Linked DNA regions of Zea mays: region 2 is linked to region 1. A link is a contact called in public Hi-C data. All regions are on one chromosome and are shown on one strand. Each heading gives the region's core, a stretch centred on a gene start, on an enhancer-like site or on the middle of the called end of the contact. The rest is flanking DNA. Distances are from core to core; before and after follow the strand shown.

Region 1 (2,671 bases), core at 67-2,566:
AATGAGTCGTGCCTAGCGGGCCGACATGAGGTATGACTCATTTAATAGTGTCGTGGTTTGGCCCGACACTATTAAGATGGGACTCGTGACAGTCCGACCCGAGAGACATGTCATGCTTGGGCCGTTGTCTCGGGCCGTAATGTCGGCCCGACATGATATGATTTTTTATTATTTTGAAAACCTAGTCTACACATATTTATAACATATATTGACTATTAGATACAAACTTGCTTGCGCTCAAGTGGCTAGCATAGCATATATAGTGTTGTGCGATGTCTTCCCATACCATGGGTTGGATCCCCCTCCCGAGCGCAATAATTTTGGACGATTTTTCTATAGGCGTCAAGGTGAGGACATGGTTTCACCGTGGTCTACACTATCGTCTTAATAGTTAGTAGAGACTCAGTAAAAAACTATTATAAAATATGACAACCTTATTAATTAATTTGTAAGGAATTATTGCAAGCTTTTTGATATTTATTGGTGAAATTTTACATATGGATAGTAATTAAATTAAATTAATAAATGTGACATATATTCACTCTATTTCAATGAACATAGATTTGCATAAATATGAGAAGAATGAGACGCAACCCATACAAAAGTGCAGGCATCCAAGAGTGGTAGTCTAAGGGCCTGTTTGGTTCAGCTTTTTTCTGACCAGCTTTTTCGAGAATCTAGCTGTGGGAAGAATCTGGCTGTGTAGAAAATCTGAGTATCATTAGGATTACGTGCGGAGGAAGATAAAGTTTTCCATGGGGCTCAGGATCTATAAAGTGACGGATTACTACTATTGCGACGACTCAACCGATTATATGTTTATGTTGATTTTGAATGGTTTTTACTCAAACAAATTTTATAGAAGCTGTCTGAAAAGCTGAGTGTTTGGCAGTCCGCAGCAACTTCTGATGGCCAGAAGCTGTGAAAAGCCGAAACAAACAGGGGCTAAACAAGATGCAAACACTTTACGTACGTATAAAAATAGGAGGTGAGGCTGTCAATCCCACATCACAAACGACAACTTTCGGTTCCACCACTGCTGTCCTTCTCTTTTGAAACGTTAATTCATTCAGCTTGTTTTTTTTGTGCCAGACGAAAGTCACCGCGTGTTGGCACCACGGGAGCTCCACTAATTCATTCAGTTTGATTTGGACGTTCGGTAACAAACATGTATAGGATGGGATGGGAATGGGACTCACAAAAACTAGACGCAACGCAAGAAAGAACCATGCGAAAACAAAACCAGACGCCGTGCCCGTGCCCGTGCTCTCCTATCCCACCTACCCGTTGTCCTGCCCTGCCCCGTCCGTCTCCCACGGTTTCCGCGTCCCACCCATCCCTTCCACACTTTCTCACCCCCGCCCTTCTCACCCCCCGAAAAAATTCCCCCGGAAATCAGAGACGCGAATCCCTCCCTCGCCCCACGTCCGAGGTCGCTCGCCAATTCGATCCGCCTCGTCGTCGCCCGCCCGCCCGTCCGCCGGTCGACCTTGACTGCTCCGTCGCACGTGGCGTTTCGCAGCGCGGAATCTACCCTGGGTTGGGTTGGGAGATCCGGGGAAACCCTTGTTCCCGGGCGCTCCGGGCTCGAATCTCGCTGCAGACGGGCAATGTGAGCGCTCTCCATCGGAGAGGGACGATCTGCGGGGCGGTTGTTGGCCGGGTGAATCGTGCGGTGCGGGGTTGCGGGAATGGAGCACGTGATCGGAGGGAAGTTTAAGCTTGGGAAGAAGATCGGGAGCGGATCTTTCGGGGAGCTCTATCTCGGTAAGCGTCTCGCCGGGCCCTTGACCCACGCGTGTCTGCGGGTTCCTACGCGCCGCTGTTTTGTACTGCTCGTCGTTCCGCGTCTGTCGTTGATGCGATGATGTTTCCTTTTGGCTGCAGGTGTCAACGTACAGAGCGGCGAGGAGGTGGCTATCAAGTTGGTATGAGATAGTTTGATACTGTTCGTGGACCATTTTTTTTTCTCCCTATCGTGGAAATACATGCCTGACATTCGGCATTAGTTTGTTCCATATGCAAACATATATTTGGCCAACCATTGCTAGAACCGTTTCCCCGAAGAATTCTCGTGTAGATTATGGCATGACATAATTATGAAAATGAATGGTGCTGTGCATGTAATTGCTTTCAAAGATACTGACATGGTTCTGAGTTATATTTTTACATGACTAATAACAAGACTTTCAAACCGTTTCTTGGTTGTCCATGCGAATTGACCTGTGGATTCAGTCCAAATCATGGTTCTGTTACCTTTCATTAGTGTGGCTGTATAACAGCTCCTCCTTTTTTTTAGGGAAAAGAAGTAACGAGTCATATTTCATAGGGCCATTTTGAACATATGAAATAGCACTTGCAGAAAGTTGATTTATGGTGGTCCGTGATAAGAGAACTTTAAATTTTACATTTTATCCTGTATGTATGACGTGGATTATGGATTGACTAAAGCAAAAAAAAGTGCTATGGGAAAATTTAGGTTATATTGCTCTATATGTAATGGATTTGTAGCCTGAACATATAGTATTACGTTTTGAGACAGAATGAGGTTAGCCATTTTCAAGCAATATGATCTTTCAGTCTTAGTCTTGGTAGTACCCCTTTCAGCCTCAAGGCACACTACCTGACCGTTTTTCGTCATCTCATGTTTACCAGGAATCTGTAAAATCAA
Region 2 (2,671 bases), core at 69-2,568, 160 kb after region 1:
CTCAGGCCTCAGCACGCCGCGCCGGCGGGCGGCGGTGCCGGAGGCGGCGGGTGGTGAGGGCCTTGTCCTCCGCTCCCGCTGGCGTGATCAGCTGGCTGCGGCTTCTTGCGCTTCTTCTTCTCGTAGCTGACGCCGCGCGCGCGGGCCTGGTGCTCGCGGACCTCGCGGAGGTAGAGGCGGACGGCGCGCGCCGCGAAGGGGTTGGACTCCGGGCGGCCTCCGTTCTCCTCGAAGGCGGCGCGGAGGCGGCCCACCAGCGCGTCGAGGCTGCCCCACGCCTGGCGCAGCGGGCAGGGGCACGGCGCGGGCGGGCTCGGGTGGCCGAAGAAGGGGCACGCCGCCGTGTGGACCTTGGTCTTGCCGAACTGGTCCAGGTACCGCAGGAACTCCAGCACGTGCGCGCCGCTGCACTGCGCCAGGCTCAGCGGCGGCCGGTGGTTCCGCAGGTACTGCCCGAACGTGTTCCAGTCCCGCCGCTTCTGCGCCTCGTACCGGCTCGGCGTCTGCGGCGTGCCGCCGCCCGGCGCCGACGAAGACGCCCCGCCGCTCGATCCACCGGCTCCGCCTCCTCCGCCGCCATCACCACCGCCTCCCGGGCTCTCGGGGTTTGGGGGCAGGTCCATCGATTAACCTGCTGGCATCCAGGAATCATATACAGACACATGAAGGATTGACGCAGCGGATGATTACATGCGCCATTTTGGGGATCTATATATCTGAGGTGCCCTGCTCGATATTTTCTTTGCCTGTCCATGTTCGTGTGAAAGCGATGCATCTTTCATATTTATGCATAAAAGGAAAAATGATGCTGCTTATAAGAAACAATATTTTCGTCAGTCAAATTATACATGCGGGGGGGATGGGTTCTATTTTCTTGGAGAGGCAGCATGCAGTCACTGCCTCACTGGCGCGCTGCGAGCAAGTATACTCCTACCTTTGGTGGAGATGGCGGCTGATCTCGGCGGTGGCAGCCGAGGCAGCGGCCGCGCGTTGGAATGGAGCTGAACTGCTGAAGCGGCCGCGAAGAGAAGAGATGAGGAAAAAAGATAAAAAGGAGCTAGCTTGGACATGGAGAGTATCATAGAGTTACAAGTGTATACCCTTTGTTGCTCAGCTCAGCTCAGCTGGAGACTGGAGTGGTTGCTAGTAGGGGTGGCCGCTGGGAGTTCCTGCGGTACCTGGACGACCTGGTTGCTGACTGGCGTCGCTCGTCGTCTCATAGGTCCATTGATCTGCGGAGGAGCTCCATCAGGAACGGGGAGCTGTGGGGAATCGCATTTGCATGGCGCCGGCTACTATTTTTAGGAAGGAGGGTGTGTAGGGCGGTGGTGGATGGATTGTTTGTCCTAAAAAGGGGAGATCTGCGGAGCCAACTTGGAGGTGGAACAGAGGGTAGGAATATCAACAGCCGTAGAGGCGAAAAGTCGCGCCGCAGAGGTGGCACTGTTAGGGCTTTTAGGTGAAAGTGATGAAAAGAACACTAGTGTGGGGTGGGAGGCGAGCGACATGACTAAAGGTTAAAAAAATATATTTTTCCGTATTACTATCTCCCTCTGCTGTCTCGATCGAGTGGTAGCGGTGGTTTGGGGGTGGGTGAAAGCAATGGCGGAAGGCCCCGTCCTGGCCTCCGTTTGTATAGGACAAACTGTGGCGGTGTCCTTGCTGCCCCCGTCAAAGGCCGTCGTCCGATGCGCGGTGGCCGTCCCCCGGTCCCGCCGGAGAAGAAGAGTCCAAGGCAGGGAGGGGCAGGGGGACGCGGGGTGCTCTTCGCTCCATGATGACCGCACTACAGGACATATATCCAAGGCGCGCCCAGCATCCAATGGACTACTACCTGTAAAGAGGTGGGGGCCGCACGTGCCCGTACGAATGGTGACTGTACGGCCCCACCCGCAGGGACAGGCCCTCGGAGCCCGTAATGAATGCGGCTCCCTTACTTGTGTGTCCCTGTGAAACGACAAATAGAAAAAACTCGTCCGGGCAGCGTACCCAGGTGTGAGATGTGCTCCGGCCTCCGGATTCCGAAAGACCGACGGGCCGGGTTCCAGCTACAAGCCACCATCATTCTATCAACGAAACCTCCCTGCTCTCATGACTCTTGCTCAGATTCCTCTGCCTGCCGCCCATTCTAGGTTTTGTTCGGTTCCATAAGATCTGAGGAGATTAAATCTCTTTCTACTCGATTTTGACTAGCAAAAGATTTAATCTCCTTCAATTCTCTTTAACCCACTTCTAACCAAACAAGCTCTTAGTTGTAATATTATTGCTGTAACATTCAGTGCTTACCAAATTGTTACTGCCTGCTAAGGGCATGTACAGTGGAGAGACACCAAAACAGTTCTCCAAGCACAGGAGACAACTAAGAGACTCTATTGTACAATGGAGTGTCTATAAACGTAGTCTATTAATAAATACAGAATTAAATGTATTTGTATAGCATCAGATCGATAGAACAGACGATAAATTCGTACAGTGGGAAGTGAGACGTCTGTTGCTACTTGGTTTACGAGCCAGAGGCGTCTCTTCACGGAGAGACGGCTCTAAGATTTTTTTGCAAATAACCCCCTTAAACACCTTAAGAGACTCCACATTAAACACCACTGTACATGCCCTAAGAGCACTTAGGTCTGCAAATTTAATTTAAAGCATGAGCAGTTTAATCGAGGCCACA

What was found. Hi-C and Micro-C count contacts between places; a contact is called where the count stands out from the background.
Region 2: a contact with region 1 is called in a Hi-C map of leaf, with 5 times the contacts expected there. The contact joins the promoter of LOC100278742 here to the promoter of LOC100217181 in region 1. A contact is called at or near these places in 3 of 25 Hi-C or Micro-C datasets (ear, leaf and tassel).

What each region holds. Positions count from the first base shown.
Region 1 is chr5:189,832,280-189,834,950 of Zm-B73-REFERENCE-NAM-5.0, forward strand. It overlaps LOC100217181 (putative casein kinase family protein), which reads left to right and starts at 1,317. Exons shown (of 14, transcript NM_001143542.1): 1 at 1,317-1,767; 2 at 1,888-1,928; 3 at 2,656-2,671. The coding sequence starts at 1,692.
Region 2 is chr5:189,996,610-189,999,280 of Zm-B73-REFERENCE-NAM-5.0, forward strand. It overlaps LOC100278742 (putative protein of unknown function (DUF640) domain family protein), which reads right to left and starts at 1,319. Exons shown (of 3, transcript NM_001151920.2): 1 at 1,101-1,319; 2 at 935-1,006; 3 at 1-631. The coding sequence starts at 623. The coding sequence ends at 9.